Regions from separate parts of the Mus musculus genome. Here regions 2 and 3 are each linked to region 1. Evidence: chromatin contacts called from public promoter capture Hi-C data. All regions are on one chromosome and are shown on one strand. Each heading gives the region's core, a stretch centred on a gene start, on an enhancer-like site or on the middle of the called end of the contact. The rest is flanking DNA. Distances are from core to core; before and after follow the strand shown. Region 1 holds the start of Coq2 (coenzyme Q2 4-hydroxybenzoate polyprenyltransferase). Region 2 holds the start of 9430085M18Rik (a long non-coding RNA gene). Region 3 overlaps Wdfy3 (WD repeat and FYVE domain containing 3).

Region 1 (3,707 bases), core at 54-2,553:
TCCTACTACCACTGCAGGACAAGTTGAAATGGGTTTGAGAGTGAAAAAGTTAGTGGACTTTAAAATACATTTTTTTCAAATAAAAAAAAAGCAATTTTAAAAAACAGCTTTATCATCCTTTCCCTCTAAAATAGAAAGCATTCGCAATGATTTTTGCATTTTAAATATTGTGTTGGGAACTCCAGGCAAATGGAAATAGTGTGCAAGTGTGAAAGAGCCTCGTGTTTGGCATGGCGGCACCTATGCTACCTGAAAGGGTGCTTGAAAATAAACAGCGTGGAGGCAACTTTTGGGAAAAGAAAGGAGCCTCAAAGGCCGCAAACCTGTAGAGGAGCTCAACTGGCAAGCAGCAGATGGAGCTAAAAGATCAAAGGACCAGCAGCGCTTCCCAGACTGCAAAGGCCAGCGCGCCCCCTGCTGCACCTTCCTCAAGCGCCAGGCCAGGATCACAGAACTCACTTCATAGGCTTTAAGGAAGGGCACCGAAAAGGATACACCACCATCTCAAAACACTAAAATCCAGATAAGCGACTTGTCCAGAGCCAGTCAGTGAGGGGTTACCGTGGAATAACACATACCAGGTACCTGCAAACATGCAACGGCCAACTATATTAACAAGGGTCGCATAAAGTTGGTTATTGTTTTGTTTTTCTTTGTTTTATTTTTCAAGACAGGGTTTCTCTGTGTAGCTCTGGCTGTCCTGGAACTCACTCTTTAGTAAGCTGGCCGAAAACGTAAAGATCTGACTGCCTCTGCCTCCCGAGTGCTGGGATTAAAGGAGTGCGCCACCACCACCTGGTTATGAAGTTGTTCTTGAGTGAAACTGCATCCTTTTTAGCTGTCAAACTTAGGTTCACCTCGAGTAAAGAATTTCCCTTAAGTATATAGATATAGATAGATATACTTAAATTCATATATATGTATATATATGAGTATATGTATATATGAATATACATATATAAAAATTTACATAATTTGATTTGGCTTTTTGTTTCCCTTTTAGTGTTAGAAGGTGAACATTCCATGTAGTTAACATTTTTGGACTTAAGTTTTTCTTTTTATGGTAGAACTATTCCATACAAATAAACAAACACTCTCCTTTTGAGTTCATTAAGAAGCCTGGAGATGGAGAGATGGCTCAGCGGTGAACAGCACCTGCTGCTCTCCTTACAGAGGACCCAGGTTTGATTTCTAGCACCATACGGCTCAGCCCGGTCTGTAAATCCAGTTCCAGGAGCGCGCGCGCCACCACTGCGCATGCCTGCCCGCGGCCCGTCGCCCTGGATGACGCCACCGACCGGCGTCCAGCCTGGCGCCATGCTGCGCTGGGGAGGCGCGGGGCTCGCGCGGGGCCTGCGGGCCGTTCGGTCCGCATGGCTGCGAGGTCCGCGCGGGCTCCCATTGGCCCTGGTGCGCAGCGCAGGGGTTCCGGGCGCGCGGGATCGGCGAGCCCCGGCCCCCGGGACGCAGCGGGGCCGAGCTCTCAGCCTGTCGGCCGCGGCCGTGGTGAACTCGGCGCCCCGCCCGCTGCAGCCCTACCTGCGCCTCATGCGCCTGGACAAGCCCATAGGTGAGTGGGGCGGGCTGGGCTGCGCTGCGCTCGACAGCCTGCCTGCCTGAGGAGCAGGGCCGCAGTGACCGCGACTCCGCTGCGATGCACCCATTGGGCCAGTCCCCTCGGGACTCGGTCAGGACCTTAGCCAGGGACACGCAGATTTTCCCTCGCTCTGAGCCGGGAGTCCCGGAGGCGGACGTTGATAATCACATATTCCCAGACCATTCCACAAACTCCAGACCACTCCTACCCCATTCAGATGTGAGCAGGTGCTCCTTTGCTTTCACGAAGCTTTTGATTGTTGATTTGCAGTTTTGAAGCATTTCTGCATTCATTAGTTTTCGATTTTTGCCTCCAATTATGTAAGGCCCAAGGGGCATGTAAGTAAGACTATTGAAATCAAGGCTCCTCGTCAGAGCCAGACCAGAAGGACCCCAAAAGTGTTACTACTGGGCTTTTTTTCCCCCTCATCACCGGTTACAAAGATTGAGAGCATCTGAACACAGCCGGGTTATCGTGCTTTAGAATTGCCCGCCAACGTAAACTCACACAAGCCTCTCTATGACCTTCTTTTTCTCAGTCTTTTTCATCAAAGTGCTCACGGACTATTGACACCTGTGACACAATATAAGCTCCGTCTGCACGCAAGGTTTCTGTCTAGTTGGTAAAACGATGCCCGGAGTTGTAGATGAAGTCACCTGGCCTTAGTGACAGAATGAGCTAGGAAAACTACCAGCTTTGAAAGAATTTGTTTCTGGCTGGAAAAGACAGTTGATAACCTAGGAAAGTATGGAAAAGTATCAGAGGTATAGGTCATGCACAGGAAAAGAAAAATAACTTACTGTCTCCAGAGTTCGAACAACTGAAAAAAATAGTACTCCAAAGGAAATGCTATATTATAGAGTAGAGAGGTCTTGGAGAAATATTTTCAAAATCCAAGGGTAGCTAAATATGGTGGCTCACATCTATAGTCTAACATCCAACGGCAGGAGGGCTGATTCAAGTTGCAAGTCAGTCTGGGCTTTATATTCTGAAATAAAAGCCAAACAAACAGACTTAGTGCTGAAACATTAAGACTAGGAGCCTGACCTGCAACCCTGGAAAGATGTAGGAAGAGGGATACAACTGAATTCCAGCTAATCTAGATGTCAGTATGTACAGTTTCAGCGTATGGAAGAACATCCAAATGCCAAACTTATTTGTTCTGCCTTTACCTATCCAGGACCCCCAACGTGGCCCCGTTTGGGTTTGGTGTTTGTTTTTGGACAGGGTCCCATATGTGTCTTTGGCTAACCTTGACCTCCTGCCTCCATTTCCCAGTTGCTAGGACTGCAGGCACTCTCCTCCATGCCTGGCTGGACCTGTTTTATTTTGCATAAGACAAGGGCTTGCTTTGTACTGCAGGTTGGCCACAAACTCCAGAGCTTGCCTCAGCGTCCAGGTGACAAAGTGGGTGGGGTGGCAGTAGCCAGGTGTCACTGTTGATATTCTAGATGTGAATGCTCCCTGTGTGGGTTTTAAGCACCGAATCACTGCAACAAGAGATTATAGACACCTATTAAATAGAAGGCAGGCCTGCCATTATTAGGGTGTTGTATAATTCAGGGTTTACACAAGCATTTTATAATTCTGTTCTTAGATTCTGGGTGACAAAGCTACAAGAGAGACTTGCAGACACGCAGGACAGATCAACAGCTGCCATTGTTTCTGTTTTCACAATTAAGCATCATTAATCTAGTGGCTGTACATCCTGCCATGTAACAGGACTCTATAAAGTGATTCTGAGCCACATTTTTGAGCCAGACCTTGTGGTTTTGAACCTTCAGCTCAATCCAGTGGAGGGACTGTGGTTAAATTACTTTCTGTCTCTGCACCGTCGTTTCTTTCTCTATAAAAGGAAAGTGCTAATGTTGACTTTAATCTACACATGGTAAATACTTTGACCATAGTGCCTTCACATAAGGGCTCCTGAGGCATTAGTCACAGAACTGGAGATTAGAGAAACGTACCTTTGTAGTTATTTGTGCTGAGTGCCTTAAGATACTGGCCTGTATGTTTTGATTCTAAATAAGACAGTTACAAGGTAAAATTCATTCTGTGAATAGTTTTGGACCCCTGCCTTGTGTCAGGAGCAGAAATTGACAGTAGAGTT
Region 2 (3,352 bases), core at 243-2,742, 1.0 Mb before region 1:
AAGAGGCTAAGATCAGTGGCTGCTTTTCCAGAGGACCTCAGTTCAATTTCAAGCAACCACATGGTGGCTCACAACCATCTATAAATATAATCTGATGCCCTCTTCTGGCATGCAGGTGTACATGAAGATAGAGTACTTATATACATTAACTAAATAAATAAATCTTAAACAACAACAACAAACAACACCCACACTGTTGCCTGCCATCCCAGCACTCAGGAGGCTGAAGCAGGAGGATCATGAGATTGTAGCTAGTCTGGGCTACATAGCTAGCCTGTCACTTGAAAACCACAGACACTCCAAAACTACCATCCATCTTCCCTTCACCTGTCTCTCCTTTTGGAAGCAAGATCTAGAGTCTGCTGTGGCTAAAAGCGCCTGCACTCACTTGGGCCTGTAGGTGCCTGGTGCATTGCAGAGGGCAGAAGCAGACGTGGCCATATACTGTGACTCTCTTGTTCTGAAACATTTTCCCCTTCAGTCACCTAGAATTCTAGGTGGATAGACAAACACCTTGTACAAGAGTTGACAGTGTGTCCAGGCAACTGCAACTTCCTTACTGTGCTTTTACTAATCCCTAGACAAGGATCAGCCAGACCAGAGTGTAACCAAGACTGACCAATGGCATGTGTTTCCTCTGATTCCTGGATAATTTTCCTTGCCTGGATAATTCGGGGGCTCTTGACTGCCCCGCTGAACAGCACTGACAGGAGCAGCTGCCCTTCCTTCCTGCTGTGGTTTTACTGACTAAATGTCCTTTCCTGGTTTTCACACCTACTTTCTCTGGGTTTGGAGGTGAGTGGCTGGACCCAATATGTTGGAATACCCAGTGTCAGGGCCCTGACCAAGGATTGCAGTAGTATTTATACACATGTACACACACACACATATGCACACGCGCACCCTCCCACCCATCCCCCAGGAACACACCTCTCCTACCCTGGAATGTCACACGGTAACAATGGCAACGCAGGAAGAGGAAGGAACCTGGAGAACGCTCTCCTCAGTGCCCTAGTTCGTCACAGACGGGTCCTTGCAGCGTCATCTCTGGACATTCTGAGGAGTGGTATGCTAGAGGAAGGAGGGACCTCAGGGGCAACCAGCTTCTAGGTAGCAGAAGGGATCAAATTCTCAAACCGTTAGTGTGAGAGAGCAACACAAACTTCTGCTGTGAGGTGGATCTCACCACAGGCCCAGGCTGAGCGTGACCTAGGGCTGGTGCCTCTGAAGCAGGAGACAGCACAAGGTTTTCCACATTTCCTCGGGTATTTTGTTGCGGTGACGACAGATGGACTCACACCTCCGCTTTATCCTGTCGCTTTACTATTTGTTCGCCCTGTATTTCTGTGACCTGCTTACAGTTATATTTTCTTTCAGACTTTAACAGCTACCACCTCAGCCAGTTCAGGTGCAGTGTTTAGTGGCGGTCATGGCTTCCACGCCACCGCCACTGCTGACTCATCAGCTCCTCAGACCCCATGCACGCATGCGCTCACGCCCACGCACGCTCTTTCTGAGCCTTTTAAAGGAAAATACCTCTCTTTTTGCCCCTGTGTACTTTAGTGTATGTTTCTCTCTCTCTCTCTCTCTCTCTCTCTCTCTCTCTCTCTCTCTCTCTCTCTCTCTCTCTCTCTCTCGCTCTCTCTCTCACTCTCCCCCTCCCCTCCCCCTCCCCCTCCCCTCTCCCTCCCCCTCCCCCTCCCCCTCCCCCTCCCCCTCCCCCTCCCTCTCCCTCTCTTACCGGTAATCTAGCCCAATAAATTTACACTGTGCCATACTCTGAAATTGCTCATTCAGATTTCAGTTTTGTCCATTCTCCTAAAAAATGAACTTTCGGCCATTTTATCCTTCCTGGACAGAATCGGGAGAGAAATGTGTATTGCATTAAGTTGTCAAATGCTTATACCTTTAATTTGTATTTCCATGGCCTTTATCTTTTATGATTTGGACAGCTTTTTGGTTTTATTTATGCTTTTGTATGGCTGGGCTTGAATCCTCACTAAACCTTGTGTGATTTAGGCACGTGCTCTGCCGTTGAACTTCGTCTCTGACCCTGATTTGGTTGTGTCGAAGATTACTGTCCCCTCTTTCAATGAGTCAGGGCATTCGTCGTCTGGCTTTTCTGCTTGTCCTTGTGGTCAGCCCGCATTATGAGGAGGGACATGTCTCACGTGAGACTCTTCTGAAGCCTGCACCTGGAGTCATACCAGAACCATCTGCTCCTTGGCTGAGTTACCTGAGCTCAGCAGATCAAGAACTAACCTAGCTTCTCCCTGTGGGATTTTGATTACGGTTGCTTCCCTTGAAGCTATGATGCAAGAGGAGGGAAGAAAACACCAGTCTTGATCAAAAGTTCTCTCTGGGTTAGAATCCATCGGTGTACTTCACGTGATCCAGTCTCTCTGTGATAAAACTGTGGAACCTTCCTTGTGAATGCCAACACTCTTGTTTTTACTAATGTGCCCCTAGCAGTCTCCTGCTGGAGAGATCCTGGACTAATATCCCTTTTCTGTCAGTGTGATCAATATCTGGACCAAAGGCAAATTTAGGAGGAGAGCGTTGCTGTGCCTTATGACTCCAGAGGGGAGTCCAAGAGGACAAAGAAGGAGGGCTGCTGATCATCACTGTCTATCCACACACAGGAAGGAGGGCAGGAAAGGAGAGAGAGAGAGAGAGAGAGAGAGAGAGAGAGAGAGAGAGAGAGAAGGAGGGCTGCTGATCATCACTGTCTATCCACACATAGGAAGGAGGGAAGGAAAGGAGAGAGAGAAAGAAGGGAGGAGAGGGGAGAGGGAGAAAGAGAGAAAGGAGGGAAGAGAGAGAGGGGGGGAAGGGGAGGGAGAGAAAAAGGAGGGAGGGGGAGAGGAGAGAAACACATAGAGAAAGACGGAGAGGCAGAGAGAAGAGAGAGACAGAGATAGAAGAGGGGTCAGGGATCAGAAAGTAGGGTAAGGACTTAAACCCTCAAAGTCCATTCACACTCTCCCCCCCCCCCACTGACACACTTCCTCCAGTGAGGCTTCATCTCCTGAAGGCTTCATAACCTCCCCCAAATAGCATCACCATCATGGGAGCAAGCATTTAGACACACAAGGAGGATTTCCTCACTGAAGCCACCAGAGAGAACATGTATCAAATCTATCGTCTCTTCACCTTTCCAGATCTCTCGTCTATCTTTCTACATAACGTATGACCTCACGAGTTCTTCATTTTCTGTGTTTTATTGTTGGTTGTGCTGCTGTTTTCGTTGTCTTCGATCTGCCAGGGGATGTTGGCATTTGTGTCCTTTGTCTCTAATGTTGTTGTTGTTTTCTTGTGGCTGCCTGTGCTGTCCTTGGCTCTGTCCTGCTGT
Region 3 (3,425 bases), core at 310-2,809, 1.3 Mb before region 1:
GCCTTTTGCTAATAAGATAGGTGTTATTTGTGTCCCTGTAACAGTTTACTTTTTTTAATTTGATTTATTTTCTTGCAGTTCCTAAGCTATGCTAGAGAGACCTTGCCCCCAGACCCTCCCTGTGTTTTAGACACTATAACCTGAAGTGTAGCTTGATTAGACATCTGAAGTGTGAGTCTAGTGGGTGGAGGACACGGTCAGACTGCCCACAGAATTGTGCTTTTAACTTCTGCAGTGTGAGAAACAAAGTTTTAATCGAAAGAGTCTTAATGGGCTTTCTCTAGAAACCTCCTTTTGCATTTCAGTAGCATCTGCCTAAGTCAGAAGAGTCGTTAAAATTCTTATGCTTTCATTAACTTACTGATCCATGATTTCTAGATACGATTTCCATCTTCAGCAAGCAACCACTTTCTTAGGGAAATGTATGCTAACCTCAGTGTGTAGTGGGCTGTGTCCCCAGACCTGTGACAGTCCACTCTACGGTGTATGCTAACCTCAGTGTGTAGTGGGCTGTGTCCCCAGACCTGTGACAGTCCACTCTACAGTGTATGCTAACCTCAGTGTGTAGTGGGCTGTGTCCCCAGACCTGTGACAGTCCACTCAACAGTGTATGCTAACCTCAGTGTGTAGTGGGCTGGGCCCTCAGGCCTGTGACAGTCCACTCAACAGTGTATGCTAACCTCAGTGTGTAGTGGGCTGCGCCCCCCCAGGCCTGTGACAGGACAGTGTTCACAGTAGAGTCATTTCTCGTGTCCTTGTTGTTAAAGTTACACATGTCATGTACTTGTTACATTTTGCCCTAGTGTCTTTAAAATAGTGATAGCTTTATGTGCCAGCCACTTTACAAAACTCTGTGTGTGTGTGTGTGTGTGTGTGTGTGTGTGTGTGTGTGTGTGTGTGTTTGGAGAGTTCTAATTATCTCTCTCATACTCACTGAAAGCCATGACACAGGCAGGCAGAGTAAGTGCTATGATAACGCAGTTTACTGTTGGAGCCAGAGTTGGAATCCCTGCATTCGACTCTGATCTGCATCCACTCCATATCATAACCTTAAGATTGTTATAATGTTGGAATGTCTTAACAGGAATTATAATTGTTAAGAATATAATTTACTAAACTTGACAACAAAGAAATGCTGTTGCTACCAAATACTTTTTAAAATGGAAATTCCCAGCAAAAGAGTGGAAGGAACATACTAGGTGTTTTAGTAATATGCACAGCTTATATAGTTTCTTTTAAAATAACTAAGTTTTAGTATATAGTGAAGTCTTTATCATTGTTGAAGTGGTGTGTGTCATATGGACAGCTGCATATAATATATGCAGTTATATCTGTATCAGCACATGGCCTTTCCCAGATGGCTACATACACTGTATGCAGTTGTAACCTGTATTAGCGCATGGCCTTTCCCGGTCTTTGGCTTCCCTTAGAAACATGTAATATTTGAAGACAATGACCTTCTGAAATACCACAGCTGCTGATATTAAGACGGATCAGCAGAGTGTTGTTGTCATAAGAACGGAAACGTAGGTCGACAGATGTCAGTCCACAGAGCAGGACAACACGACATTGTGTGTAGATGCATTTAGGGAAGTGGAATTCCCTAAGCTTAAGCCTTCCCTGGCCATTCATTTAACCCAGTGCAGAATCCTTGATAACTTTAAAAATCACCATAGTTCCTCACGCAGTGATGGTGGTGGTGGTGGTGGTGGTGGTAACAGCCGTTTTGAAAATCAAAAATTTAAAAGAACTCCAAACTCTAAAACTTAAGAAACATTTGTTGTTCAGTGCGTAGATGCCTGTGCACCACATGCCTATGAGGCTGAAAGAGGAAGGATGTTGGGCCCCTGGTTACAGACACCTGGGACTCCCCCGTGTAGCGCTGGGGATTGAAGCTGGGTCCCCTGCAAGAGCAGCCCGTGTTCATAGTTGCTGAGTCATCACTCCAGCCTCAAATCCTAGAGCTTTCTAACATGATGTCCCATGTAGAGAATCCCCTACGGTAGAGCTTTGTGTCATAGATAAAAGTATTTAAACACACGCACACACACACATTTCCTGTTCAGACTTAAGGTATATCATTGCATGTGTACTCTGAAAACAGCTGAAGGACTTCCTGGACCTAAGGCTTTTGGCTAAGAAGCCCCCGCCTTACATAACACACTGCACTGTTGAGCAACTACGGAAGGCAGAGTGTGAGGGTGCCTAGTGTTGGTGCCTTGCATACTTAAATCAGGTGTTACCGAGTGGGTGACAGGACGGCTTGCTTTCACTGTGGTTATTAGGTCAGATGGGGCAGGGTCCTTTTTTCGGCCTCAGGTTCTAATTCTTTCTAGAGAGACAGATGTCTAAGTCCTCTCTCCTGAGAAACTGTGCCTGAATCAGAGCCCTCAGGTCTCAGCTGCGCTTCCTTGTCTTCCCCCTTAGAATAACCCACCTGATAATCACTTACACAGTCCCAAGCTTTCGTGGTCATGTGATGTCACACTATGTATTTTACCGGTTTCCCTTCTCTCTCCTTGCAGGCCCTGCTGTCCGTCCTTCGAGAAAGCCACCGTTCAAGAACAGTCTTTAGGAAAGTGGGAGGGTTTGTGTACATTACATCCTTGCTCGTTGCTATGGAGAGGTCTTTGAGCTCTCCTCCCAAGAACGGCTGGGAGAAGGTGAGCCAGAGCCAGGTGTTGGAGCTCCTGCACACTGTGTTCTGCACGCTGACGGCAGCCTTGCGCTATGAGCCGGCCAACTCGCACTTCTTCAAGACCGAGATACAGTACGAAAAGCTGGCGGACGCTGTCCGCTTCCTTGGCTGCTTCTCAGACCTCAGGAAAATAAGTGCCGTGAACGTCTTCCCGTCAAACACGCAGCCTTTCCAGAGACTGCTGGAGGAAGGGGCGGTGTCCGTGGACTCTGTGTCACCGACCCTGCGGCACTGCAGTAAACTCTTTATCTATCTCTACAAAGTGGCCACAGATTCTTTTGACAGGTATGGGCCCCGCTTTGCTGTCTGAATTGCAGGCTGTGCCCAGCACAGCCTCAGCATTAGACTCCGGTTAACTGGAAGGAGGGTGAAAACCAGTGAATCTTCTATTTACTTGAGGTCTGTCACTCTGCTCAGGACCCTTCCTAGCCTCGTCCGGGCGTCGAGTTTGCAGCACAGGAGCGTGTGTTTGAGTAAATGCGCGTTCAGTTTGCGCCCATTGCATTTAACAGAACAGCTTCTAGGATGTTTCCTTTTGAGCCATGAGTGTTGTTCCTTACTCTCAGAGAACACTAGGTGTGTGTGGGTGCGTTCATCCTGGTCACCAACCGGACAACATGGTTATTGTGATACGTATTGCCAGGTGATTGCAGATAGACTGTCACACTTTCATAGTCTTTGAGAGATGGCATGCCTCCCCAAGAGACATGCGACACTGGGGCATCCC

The links. Promoter capture Hi-C pulls out the DNA fragments that hold promoters and counts their contacts.
Region 2: a promoter capture Hi-C map of hippocampal neurons shows a contact between it and region 1, with 4 times the contacts expected there. The contact joins the promoter of 9430085M18Rik here to the promoter of Coq2 in region 1. A contact is called at or near these places in 7 of 39 promoter capture datasets (the 3T3-L1 cell line, cranial neural crest, frontonasal cranial neural crest and 3 more), 1 of 484 Hi-C or Micro-C datasets (the Ba/F3 cell line), 1 of 115 datasets of contacts at active chromatin or transcription factors (embryonic stem cells) and 2 of 9 other capture datasets (adipose tissue and embryonic stem cells).
Region 3: a promoter capture Hi-C map of the C10 cell line shows a contact between it and region 1, with 10 times the contacts expected there. The contact joins the enhancer-like site here to the promoter of Coq2 in region 1. A contact is called at or near these places in 5 of 39 promoter capture datasets (the C10 cell line, hippocampal neurons, liver and 1 more) and 1 of 115 datasets of contacts at active chromatin or transcription factors (astrocytes).

What each region holds. Positions count from the first base shown.
Region 1 is chr5:100,671,852-100,675,558 of GRCm38.p6, reverse strand. It overlaps Coq2 (coenzyme Q2 4-hydroxybenzoate polyprenyltransferase), which reads left to right and starts at 1,303. Exons shown (of 7, transcript NM_027978.2): 1 at 1,303-1,570. The coding sequence starts at 1,318.
Region 2 is chr5:101,701,689-101,705,040 of GRCm38.p6, reverse strand. 9430085M18Rik (a long non-coding RNA gene) reads right to left here and starts at 1,492. Exons shown (of 3, transcript XR_001785073.2): 1 at 931-1,492.
Region 3 is chr5:101,936,840-101,940,264 of GRCm38.p6, reverse strand. It overlaps Wdfy3 (WD repeat and FYVE domain containing 3), which reads left to right. Exons shown (of 67, transcript NM_172882.3): 14 at 2,526-2,983. Among named protein-coding and RNA genes, the nearest start is that of Gm42135, 9.3 kb to the left of the region's middle. Within about 2 kb of position 1,559, at least 49 of the 459 cell types and tissues checked have an H3K27ac peak or open chromatin away from gene starts, as enhancers often do.